Linked DNA regions of Bos taurus: region 1 is linked to region 2. The links are chromatin contacts, called in public Hi-C maps. All regions are on one chromosome and are shown on one strand. The core of a region is the stretch at or near the end of the contact, and the rest is flanking DNA. Distances in the headings are between cores, read along the strand shown.

Region 1 (6,311 bases), core at 2,637-5,136, 200 kb after region 2:
GATCCTGGGCAGCCTTCTTTTAATTTCCAACCCTCTAACATTGCTATTACTTGGGAAACATGTCCTAGAGCTCTACTCTTCCCAGCTGATGATCCTTCATGGGAAATTTCATGCCCTTGTTTTCTTTCATAAAACTACTATTTCTTTTATAATTTGATTTCTGTTAAAAAAGGAAAAAAGTACAGTATTTAATTACCACATGAGAATTACGGTGCTATTTTGTTGACCAAATTCAGCCACTTTATAGGTGGTTAAGAAGCAGTACATATTATATAAGAAAACATTAGAAAAATAAAATTTTCTTGGTTTGTTGAAGTTAGGTACATTTTTAACCTTGTAGATTTTTTCTGGTGTATGTATATTCACAGATGTTTTCTTTTAGCACATTGAAAATGTGACAAAGTCTCCTGATCTACATTGTTTTTATTGAGAAGTTGGTCGTTAATCATATTGTTGTTCCCTTGTGTGAAATGTCACATTTTTCTCTGTTGCTTTCAAGATTTTCCTTTCATTTTTGGCTTTTAGTTATTTGACTGTATTGTGGCTGGGTAGGTGTTTGGGTTTTTTTTTTTTTTTTTTTGGTATTCATCCTGCTTGGAATCCATTAGCTTCTTGCATCTGTGAGTTAATTTTTTTTTTCACTTAATTTGAGATTACCACTACATCTTCAAATATAGAATATTTTCATCACCCTTAAAACTACTTCATTCCTTTTGCAGTCATTATCCCCTTCCCATTAAACACCCCACAGCATGTAGTTCAGAGCTTTAAATTTTGTCCCTTTCATCCTCAGAAGCTACCAAAGCTAAAGACACTCTGAAATCCTAAGTGTTACATGACGAAACCAGCTCCAGTATTGTACTAACATCTCTAATTTCCTATTTCCCCTTTGATTTTAGCTTTGTGTCTTAGTCACTCAGTTGTATCCAACTCTTTGCAATCCCGTGGACTGTAGCCCTCCAGGTTCCTCTGTCCATGAAATTCTCCAGGCAAGAATACTGGAGTGGGTTGCCATTTCATTCTCCAGATTTTAGCTTTGTTATTCTTCAATATCTCATTGGCCGTATGGTGCTTTTAAGAAATTTATTCTACTTTTTTCAACAAGTTCGTTGTTTCCAGCAGGGAGGTTTGTCCAGCTAATGTAGTCTTGCCTATTACTAGGAACAGAAGTCTCTAATTTTAAATAGTTTTAATTTTTTTAAATAAGAGTATATATTTACTAAAGAACTCTTCCAAAAAGGTACACGTTCTTTCTATAATGATGAGAATCAAAAAATCCTCCCTCTTAAAGGCTATACAATGTTTTAATTAGAAAGAAAGCAAGATTTTCCATTGTGGAAGAGGAAACTAATGAAAGCTTATAGAAAGTAACCAAAAACCTACTCAAGTGCTTTTAACATGTTTGTAACTATTTTATATTTGATGTTTCAGGAAATCAAATGACATTGCCCAATATGCTATAGTAAGGCTTTTCTCAAAACAAAGTAATAGAAAGTTCATTCATTTCAGAAGCTCATTTAAGCTTTATATAAAGCAAATGACTTGAGAAAGGACAGGATTTGTACTGGGAAAAGAGGTTTAAGAGAGATACTCATTAATTTGAAACTAACAGTTCTAGGAAAGTATAGATGACAAATATATCATGGGAAAGCTTTCCACCTCTTTGTGCCAAAATTCCACTTAAAAATTACTTGCCAGAGCCTTTTGATAATGGAAACATAAATATTATCTATAGTGTTAAGTTTAAAAGCATCATTATTTTAAGATATTTTAAACTGTTTGTCTTTATCAAACAAACCAGATAAATCAGTTGCAAATATTTTTAGTAGAGCTGAGTTAGGAAACTTGTCTCCTGGTTTTGGCTTCTATTCCAGGTTGCTTCTGCCACAGTGATGGATGTTTATTTCAGTGAATTGTAACATCTACACTAACAAAAAGAATGTACATGGGCTTTTGATTAGCTTTTGGCCACACTGGCCTGTGAAAGGAAGTGACCAGTTTCGTTCTTGTCCCTGGGGCATGAGCCTTGGCCATCGTCTCCATTGCAATGACACAAGTCCCTCCATCAGTAAGCTAATTATTTCTTTCCTAGGTGGGTAGAGTTGAAAATGGCAGACGTCTAAATTCCCAAAACACAGCTCTTTTTTCTACTAATGTCTACTCTAAGAGAGAGTTGTTTTTTGTGGTTTTGGGGAGGCTATATTTCTGAAAATATTCTAATTTAATGTTCTTATGCTTTTAGTCTTTAAGTGGCTCCCAGAAAGGTGGTACTATAACCTCTGATGTAAGCAGTCCCCCTCTCTTCCTGCCACTTCCTCTTTACACTGGCATTTCTGTGACTTCTCCAGCCCAAACTAATGTAGGAGACAAGTTCATGAACCAGGTTACAGTTAGTTATCATGTTTCTTGAACTGTAGTTTCTTGAACCCTATGAACTGTAGTTTGTAGCCTGCCAGGTTCCTCTGTCCATGGAATTCTCCAGGCAAGAATACTGTAGTGGCTTGCCATTCCCTTCTCCAGGGGATCTTCCTGACCCAGGGATCGAACCCAGGTCTCCTGCATTGCAGACAGATTCTTTACTGTCTGAGCCACCACTGACATAGAATAAACTGTATCTATTTGAAGTGTGCAATTTGTTAAGTTTTGAGATATGTATATATCCATTTATTTTCTTCATTCTATTTCTTTAGTTTCTACTCTGCTCATTATTATTTTGTCTACTTACTTTAGGTTTAATTTGTTCTTCCTTCCTAATTTCTTTTTTTTTTAATTTTTAATTGGAGGATAATTGCTTTACTATGTTCTGTGGGTTTCTGCGGTACAACGACATGAACCAGCCATCAGATCAGATCAGATCAGTTGCTCAGTCGTGTCCAACTCTTTGCGACCCCATGAATCGCAGCACGCCAGGCCTCCCTGTCCATCACCAGCTCCCGGAGTTCACTGAGACTCACGTCCATTGAGTCAATAATGCCATCCAGCCATCTTATCCTCTGTTGTCCCCTTCTCCTCCTGCCCCCAATCCCTCCCAGCATCAGAGTCTTTTCCAATGAGTCAGCTCTTCGCATGAGGTGGCCAAAGTACTGGAGTTTCAGCTTTAGCATCATTCCTTCCGGTGAACACCCAGGACTGATCTCCTTTAGGATGGACTGGTTGGATCTCCTTGCAGTCCAAGGGACTCTCAAGAGTCTTCTCCAACACCACAGTTCAAAAGCATCAATTCTTGGGCGCTCAGCCTTCTTCACAGTCCAACTCTCACATCCATACATGACCACAGGAAAAACCATAGCCTTGAGTATGCATATATCCCCTTCCTCTTGAGCCTCCCTCCCAGCCCAGGCCCCATCCCACCCCTCTGCTTAAGTCATTGATTTGGGACTTCTCCGGTAGTCATTGTTGTCGTCCAGTGGCCCAGTTACGTCCGACCCTTTGTGACCCCATGGACTGCAGCACACCAGGCCACCATCTCCCGAAGTCTGCGCAAGTTCATGTCCATTGCATCGGGGATGCCATCCAGTCACTTCATCCTCTGACACCCTCTTCTCATTCAGTGTTAAAAAATTTCCCCCTCATACTGCTTGAGTAGCATCCCACAAGTTTTGATACATGGTATACTTAATTTTCATTCAGGTCAGAATACTTTCTAATTTTCCTCATTGACCTGAGGATCTAGCAGTATTTTATAGAGTTTGAAAATAATTGAGGTTTTTCCAAATATATTTCTGCTATTGGCTTATAATTGAATTTCATTGTAAGGAGAACATAGTTTATATGAATAGAATTCTTTTACATTTATTGGCACTTGTTTCATGGTCTAGGATCTGCACTTTACCCAGCACTGGGTGAATCTGGAGGCTTTCCAGTTGGCTGGTGTGGCGGGTATTGCTCCTGGCCCAGTGTTAGCACCTGGCACTGTTACCTCTAATCCTCTCAGTTGGTTCAGTTCCTAGCTTTGGGCAGTTTCCGCACGTACATTCACTCATCACTACTCAGCCACATACTCACGGGGAGCCCTCCACAGACCTCCCAAGTTCGCATCCTATGAACTTCTTTCCAGCTCTCTGCCCTCATCCTCAGAATTCTAGCCGCCTTGGTCTTTCTAGGCTCTCAGCTCTTAGTCCTCATCCATCCCAGGGGATCTGCCAGGTTCTGGCCTGGTTCCCTGTCTCTGTACTGTGACCTGGAAATGCTGCCAAACAGTAGACTGGGGCAATTGCAGGGCTCACCGCATTTTCTTTCCACCTATCAGGGCTCACTGTCCTTGCCTGATGGGTTTACTTGTTTCACAAACCGTCACTACCTAAATGTTGTCTGTTTTTCATTGTTTCTGGAATGAGAATAAATCTGGTCCATATTAGTCCATCTTAGTTAGAAGGAATACTGTCCATCTCTCTCTTCACTCTTCTAAGAAGCTGCAACAGTAGACATGTCAGAGCTTTTTCCTACGTGGAAAGAGCCCCATCTGTCTTCCACAGCCTCTCTCTTCTCTCCCTTGTCAGCCAGGCCAGAGGCTACAGCCTCGCATAGACAGCTAAGGCAAGTCTGAAAGTAGGAATTTTTATTTGTCAACTTTTATAGTGGTAACGCACAATCCCAAATCTGAGCTGCCGGTGTCAACATTTATTTCTTGCCTGCATGACTTGAAGGCTATCGTTGGCTTCCGCTCTGCTGGACTCAGCAAGCCTAGCTTGGTTCAGCAAGGCTTTCCTGGACTCATTTCAGCTCTGTGTAGCTGCTTCTTCTGGCACCAGAGTTGAAGAAGGCATGCTAGTTTCTTGGTGAAGGTCCAGAGGGAGAGGCACAGGTCGAAGCACACAACCACATTTAAAGCTTGTGCTCAGTCATGGCATACCTGATGTGTGGGCCCATTCCACTGGCCAAAGCAAATCAGTAATCAAGTCCATAGTCAAATGTATGGGAAAGCACACCCTACCTACAGCAAGCATGATAAAGATAGAGAGAGAAAAACAAATTATATACAATTATGGTCTTCCATAGCATTGGTGACTCACACTTTCTTCCTGTATTTCTCAACTACGTGCTCTGCCGGCACAGAGAACCTTTTTTGTAGTACTTAGCACATCATATATTTCACAGATTAATTTCAGTTTGACGTTTATATGACTCTCTTGTCTGTCCTCTACCAGAAAATAAGCTTCATAAATACAGAGACAGTGCCTGGCATATAGTAGTAGTAGCAGATAGTAACTGACACATGGATGAGTGAGTGAGTGAATGAGTGAGTGAATGTCTCTCTCTGCTTATTTTCCCAAGGTACTAAGGAATGTGCTAGATGGCATTTGGTTAAAAACTATTTAGGATGCACTAGCCCAGGACCAGGGCTTCCCAGGTGGCCACTAGTGGTAAGAACCTGCCTGCCAGTGCAGGAGACGTAAGAGACGCAGGGTCAATCCCTGGATTGGGAAGGTCCCCTGGAGAAGGACATGGCAACCTATTCCAGTATTCTTGCCTGGAGAATCCCAGGGACAGAGGAACCTGGCAGTCTACAGTCCATGGGGTCACAAAGCATCAGATACAACTGAAGTGGCTGAGCATATGAGCGTGAGCCTAGGACCAAGAGATGCTACATGATTCAGTCATACTTGCCAGAAAGCTCAGCCCTAGCACTTGACAAGGAGATTTGCTTTTCCTTGCTGTTGTTCTCTGTACATATTCTTGTGGATGTGGGGAGCTGGAGTTTGGAGCAACACTCAAGCATTCCTGGATTCTTGGCATAATCCCAAATGAATAACCTCCATAACTACACCCAGTTTTTTTTTTTTTTTTTGTCATTTAATGTAATTCTTTATGGAAAGAATTTTCTCTGTGCCTATAATAGAGCATAGCAGTGCATGCTAAAAGATGAAGAATTTAAATCATTAACTTTGTTTTATCTTTTAAAATATAATTAATTTTATATATATATATCCCATTAAGAAACAAAGTCATTAATATTAAATAAAACAGAATAATTTACGATTCTGTTTGAAGAAAGGATTCTTGGAGTTATTTTCAAATATAGAGATTCCTGGTACTTCTCTAAAATGTTTAATTAACTTATTGATTGACTGGGAGATAGGTACAATAACCATTCTTAATTATTCTAACAGTCACAGGAAGGTAGAAATCTGTTATTGGCCTGCTTCTTTTACTCCATTATTGTAATATAATTACAATGAAACTTGAAATATGTGTTTACACCTCAGGAACAGGATACCCTAGAATGAGGGAAATATAATAATATAACTTATATCAACATTATTCCCTATTCTGTCACTTTATTTTAGTGAGCACTAAGATTTATAACCAGG
Region 2 (6,234 bases), core at 229-2,728:
GAGTGACTTCACTTTCACTTTTCACTTTCATGCATTGGAGAAGGAAATGGCAACCCACTCCAGTGTTCTTGCCTGGAGAATCCCAGGGATGGGGGAGCCTGGTGGGCTGCCGTCTATGGGGTCGCACAGAGTCGGACACGACTGAAGTGACGTAGCAGCAGTTAGCAGCACAATGATCACATCTACTCTTATCAATTTCCCTAATGGCTCAGATGGTAAAGAATCTGCCTGCAATGCAGGAAACCCAGGTTCAGTCCCTGGGTTGGGAAGATCCCCTGGAAAATGGAATGGCTACCCACTCCAGTATTCTTGCCTGGAAAAACCCATGAACAGAGGAGCCTGGTGGGCTATAGTCCAGGGCGTTGAAAAGAGTTAGACACAACTGAGTGACTAACACTTCACTCTTTGGGAAGCTGGATGTGCAGGATGCAGAAGAGGAAGGTGTAATTGCAGGCTGTAGAGATGTCACTTGAGTGCATGAGACCCCTGTGCCCACCCACCTCTTTATTCTAGCCTTTCACCTAACCTTAACCTGTTACAAGCCAGTCATCCCATCACTTGCAGCTCCTCCAACCAAATCCAGCCTCCCGGCTTTGCACCTGGGGCTCCAACCCCTTGCAAGAGCTTTTCTCTGCCCCCTCACTAGGCTCACCCTGAAAATGAGCCATGTCTCCTCCCAGCAGCACTTCCAGAAGCTTTGTGTGTGAAAGTTGTCAGTCGTGTGCGACTCTTTGTGATCCCATAGACTGTAGCCTGCGAGGCTCCTCTGTCCATGGAATTCTCCAGGCCAGAATACCGGAGTGGGGAGCTGTTCCCTTCCCCAGGGGATCTTCCCAACCCAGGGACTGAACCCAGGTTTCCTGCACTGCAGGCAGATTCTTTACCGTCTGAGCCACCAGGGAAGCCCAAAAATCATTATGGACCAGGCAGTGCCAACCAAGCACTGGGGAGAGACTGGTCAGTCGTGTCTGACTCTTTGTGACTGTGTGGACTGTAGCCCACCAGGTTCCTCTGTCCACGGAAGTTTCCAGGCAAGAATACTGGAGTAGGTTGCCATACCCTTCTCCAGAGGATCTTCCTGACTCAGGAATTGAACCCAGGTCTCCTGCATTGCAGGCAAATTATTTACTATCTGAGCCACTAGGGAAGATCCTCCAGAAGCTTTGCCATAGAACAAATCAAAGTCTCCAAGTACAAAATTTTGTCTTCAGGATCAAAGAATGTGTGTAGAAACCAAATACGGAAAGTAAGATGAAAACACTTTCAACTGTCAAATCATGTACAGATTCTGAAGGAAAATTAAAACCCTATTAATTTTTAAAATTAATTTTCCAACAATGAAGTTTCATTCCTGGACCTCATCACTTTCAGTAGTTCCTCTGGGGTCCTGAGAAACCACAGACGCTTGTAGTCATGTCCATACTGAAAAACCACCAGGGGTTACCCCAGAAGGTAACCACAGCCCAATTTTGCGTTGGTACACAATGTTGCACAACATGCTGCCCCTCTCCCCTGCCACACCACCAACCACAAGGCGCTTCCTGGTTATTGGCAAGAAATTAGAGATTGAGAATTGCGTCATTGGGTCTACTTTTACTGGCCCCAGTTGTGAAATGTTTGAAGAAAGTGAATAAGGGCTAAAGAGAACCATCTGGATGTTTTCCAAGGTTCAAAAGGAAACAGGAAAACTCAAGTAATTCACATCCTTTACACCTTTTATGCTGAACACACCATTAAGCATTAAGTATAGTCATCTACAAGTGTAAATATTGGCTGAGGTGACATACATGCCAGGCAGTGGCAGGTTAAAAGCACAAATATTTGTAGAAGGGTTTCAGTGCCAGGACCCAACCCTGGTGAAGAGGAATGGAAGCCAGCTGATGGCTCAGCCTTGAGCCGGCAGAGTGAGGTGACTGATAAGCCTGCGGTTTCCAGACAAAGGGCAGGAAGGGGACTGCTCATCTGGAAACTCATGGGACAATGGTGCTCACCGGAATATCGATATTTTAAAAGTTTAAAAATTCGGAGGCTCTATCCCTATCTTCACTGGTAGATAGATTTCACTAATCTAAGGAAAGTCCCCCATGTCAGGTTTTTAACACGTCATTCTAAGGTGCAGCAAAGTTTAAGAATTACTGAAAGAGCAGGAAGGCAGGGGAGTTAAACCTGTGGGGTGAGTTCAGGGTTGCAATTGCTCTCTAGTGAGATCACATTCTCACTGCAACCCACTCCTTTCCACCCCACCCACACTCACCCAACAACCACCAGCTGAGTCTGATGTCTCCTGAGTCGGGCCCCTGGAAGATTCATCTTTATGCTCTCCAACCCCAGCTCTCAACCCGGCATAACTCTCTAAATCAATCAATCACCAGGTTCTCTAGTCTGTATCTAAACTCTCAAATCTGCCTTCTTTCCACCTCCATCGCTGCTGCCTTATTCTGGGCAATTGTTGAGCGCCCACAACTCTTTAGGTGCAAGCTATACGCACTGCATTGGTGGATAAAACAGACACAGTCTTTGCCCTGTGCGGCTTACAGCCTAATGGGGGAGAAAGACTATAATCAGGTAAGTGATCAAAATAGTTTAAGAAGAGAAATCTAAGCACTGAGAAGGAAACAGGTAGGGTGCAATGACAGGGTAGGGGAGGTAGAGGAATGTGACTAGACAGGGTGGGTTGGAAGGGGCTTCCACGAGGGTCACATATATTCTTTCTAACCCCTCACATCATAAATAACCTTGATCCCATTCCCTTTCACTCCATCTCATACACAACCACCAGAGTAAATGCTGTAAAAGCCCACACACTTTAGTTAGGTTTTGTAGCCTCTTTACAACCCATCTCCTACCTACCATGCCAGGATCACATGCCCCTGAGGCTCTAACCCCCTCACGCCACTAGCAGCTACAGGATCACCATGGTCTTTCTTTTTTTAAAAAATAACTTGATGTATTTATTTTTGACTGTGCTGGGTCCTCACTGATGCTCAGGCTTTTCTCTAGATGCAGTGAGTGGGGCTTCTCTCTAATTGCAGTGCGGGGCTTCTCACTGTGGTGCCTTCTCTGGTTGTGGAGCACAGGCTCTAGGGCGCATGGGCTCCATAGTTGCAGCCCCTGGGCTCCAGACTACAAGCCCAATAGTTGTGGCGCACGGGTTTAGTTGCTCCGCGGCATGTGGGATCTTCCTGGATCAGGGATCGAACCCGTGTCTCCTGCATTGGCAGGCGGATTCTTTACCACTGAGCCACCAGGGAAGCCCACCATGGTCTTTCCAACCCACAGTGTACACCACTGCCCTGCCAAGAATGCCCTTTCCATCTGGCTTGTTCCTATTTGCTTTTGAGAACATGTCTTACGTCATCTCCTACAAGAAGCTGCATGGGACCTTCCCTGGTTTGAGGGGAGCTTCCATTTTCCTGGGGTTCCAGGGCACTTCATGTTTACATGAAGCACAGCACTCTTCACTGTGTGACGTGACTGAAGTTTTCCTGGTCTGCTCCTTCTCTGACTTGGAGTATCTTCAGGACAGAGACTGTATCTCGCTCCTGTTTCCTGTGCCTGGCACAGCACTTGGCAATTTAAGACACAGTCAATTTGAACGTACGCACGGAGCGCCCTTTGGATACTTTTAGGCTCTTTGCTGGTCCTGCTAGGTCTCAACAGGACACAGGGTGACCAGTTGTCCCAGTTTGCTTACTGGCACTGAAGCCAGAAGTTGGAGTGTATTTTCTATCTCCGTTACATTTTTTCCACATAACAATAACACAATATTCTCTACATTGTTTTTAAAATCATTGATACCATCTAAATCAAACAGCTGACAGAGGATCATGTTAGAAAACTTTGAAAAAAAAAAAAAGAAAACTTTGAAAAACACAGATAAACAAAAAGAAATCACTTAAATCCCATCTCCAACTACAATCGTTATTAACATCATAGCAGGCATCCTTCCAGACATGTTCCCACACAGTCATCACATATGAATATGTCCAGGCATGATGTGTACACAGGCACTGTACTCTCCCCTACAGTCCCACTGCCCTGACTGCAGTATTACACAAAAGGGACTACTTATTTGCTGCTTAGAGTGGTTTAAAACACAGTTGGTAAAAAACTGTGGTTTAAACACAGTTGAGGTCTTTTACACTTTATCAGTTACTTAAATCAGAACATGTTACTTTCACTTTGGACCATGTGTTCTCTACCTTGGGCTTCCCTGGTGGCTCAGTGGTAAAGAATCCACTTGCCAGTGAAGGAAACACGGGTTTGATCCCTGGGCCAGGAAGATCCCCTGGAGAAGGAAATGGTAACCCACTTCAATATTCTTGCCTGGGAAATCCCACGGACAGAGGAGCCTGGAAGGCTACAGTCCATGGGGTGGCAAAAAGAGTCAGACATGACTGAGCGACTAAAGCACGCATGCACTCTGGACCTTTATTATAGCCTCAGTATTTTCAAGCCCTCTGTGAGCTAGTCCTACCTGCCCTGAAGTCTTTCGAAACCATTTCTATCTGGAGTCCTCAATCTTCCCGCTCCAGTGTGGGCTGGGTTCTCTGTGGGCTGCTGCCCAGCAACCATCCTGGGACTTTATGTCTCTGCTTCCTGTGTCCCCAGTCTTCCTTTTCCTTAGATTACTCTCTCTTATTGCTGAAATCCACCTCAAGCAACTTTTTAAGGAAAGGTGTGTTAGAGGAAAAATTATAATTCTTGAATATTTGAAAATGCCCTTCCCTCTTTCCCCCAAATTCAATCGATAGTTTGGTAAAGCATAGCAATAATCTGGATTTAAAAATTTCCCCAGACAACTTTGAAAGCCTTTCTCCATATTTTCCTTAGCATCTCAAGCTGCTGGTAAGTTTGAAGGAGTTAATGATAATTATTCTTTGTAAGTCTTACATTTTCTCTGTCTTCCCACCCGCCTCACCTCAGGTTTTAAGGTGTCTCTTGCAGTTCTCTGGAGAAGGCAATGGCACCCCACTCCAGTATTCTTGCCTGGAAAATCCCATGGATGGAGGAGCCTGGAAGGCTGCAGTCCATGGGGTCGATGTGGGTCGGGCACGACTGAGCGACTTCACTTTCAATTTTCACTTTCCTGCATTGGAGAAGGAAATGACAACCCACTCCAATGTTTTTGCCTGGAGAATCCCAAGGACGGGGGAGCCTGGTGGGCTGCCGTTTATGGGGTTGCACAGAGTCAGACATGACTGAAGTGACTTAGCAGTAGCAGTTGCAGTTCTCTGTGTAATTTCTAGATACAACACAGTGTATACTTTATGGAGGTTGACAGAGTAATGCTTCCCACCCCCTCCCAAAAATGTCCATGTTCTAATCCTAGAACCTGAGAATTCATTCTCTCATATAGCAAAAGGGATTTGGCAGACATGATTAAGGTTATCTACCTAGAGATGGGGAGATTATCCTGGATTATCTGGCTGGGCCCAATTTAATTACATGTGTCCTTAAAAGTAAAGAGACTTTCCCCACTGGGTCAGAGCTGGGACAGAAGAAGGAAGAGATGTGAAGTGTGAGAGGGACTTGAGCCATCACAGCTGGTTTGAGGACAGTGGATGAAGACCCTGAGCCAAAGACCACAAGTGGACTCTGGATCTGCCCTGGGCTGACAGACAGCAAGAAAATGAAGCCCTCAGACATACCTGCAAGGAACTGAATGTCCCGGAAATGGAGATAAACAGGAAACAGATTCTCCCTTAAAGCCTCTAGAAAGACACACAGACCAGAGGACACCTTGATTTTAATCCAGTGAGAGCCACACTAAACTATGACCTGTAGAGTTTAAAGTAATAAGTCTGTGTGTGCTTTAAATATATGTAAAGTCTCTAAAGTTTATGGTAATTTGTTATAGCAGCAACAGAAAACCAGTACATTCATATTTTGTTAAGTGCTGCCAAATTTTCCTTCCAAAAGGCTGACTTTATTTATACTTATGCCAATAGTTGAAGAGAAAACTCTTGTTCAAAACCTTCACCGACATAAGATATTTTCAATATCTTAATCTTTCCAAGCTGATTCTGAAAAAATTTCATTTTTATTTGTTATCCTCTAATTTTGTATACAAGGTTAAACATCTTTTATGTATTTGTTAAACATGTTTTGTTTTGCTTGGAATTACACTGTTCTTTTTTTTAGTCACTAGATTTCTGAAATTTCAAACTGTTATGACTATGTGTACAAAAACATATGCTGTTAGGTATGTACTAGTGGAGACAGAAATGGCAA

The links. Hi-C and Micro-C count contacts between places; a contact is called where the count stands out from the background.
Region 1: a contact with region 2 is called in a Hi-C map of liver, with 4 times the contacts expected there. The contact joins two enhancer-like sites. A contact is called at or near these places in 2 of 11 Hi-C or Micro-C datasets (liver and skeletal muscle).

The regions. Positions count from the first base shown.
Region 1 is chr4:15,409,290-15,415,600 of ARS-UCD2.0, forward strand. No RefSeq gene overlaps it. Among named protein-coding and RNA genes, the nearest start is that of TRNAS-GCU, 62 kb to the right of the region's middle. Within about 2 kb of position 3,887, at least 6 of the 102 cell types and tissues checked have an H3K27ac peak or open chromatin away from gene starts, as enhancers often do. A contact at or near this core is called in liver, where this site is marked.
Region 2 is chr4:15,211,588-15,217,821 of ARS-UCD2.0, forward strand. The region is part of intron 2 of ASNS (asparagine synthetase (glutamine-hydrolyzing)); the gene reads right to left. Among named protein-coding and RNA genes, the nearest start is that of ASNS, 61 kb to the right of the region's middle. Within about 2 kb of position 1,479, at least 12 of the 102 cell types and tissues checked have an H3K27ac peak or open chromatin away from gene starts, as enhancers often do. A contact at or near this core is called in liver, where this site is marked.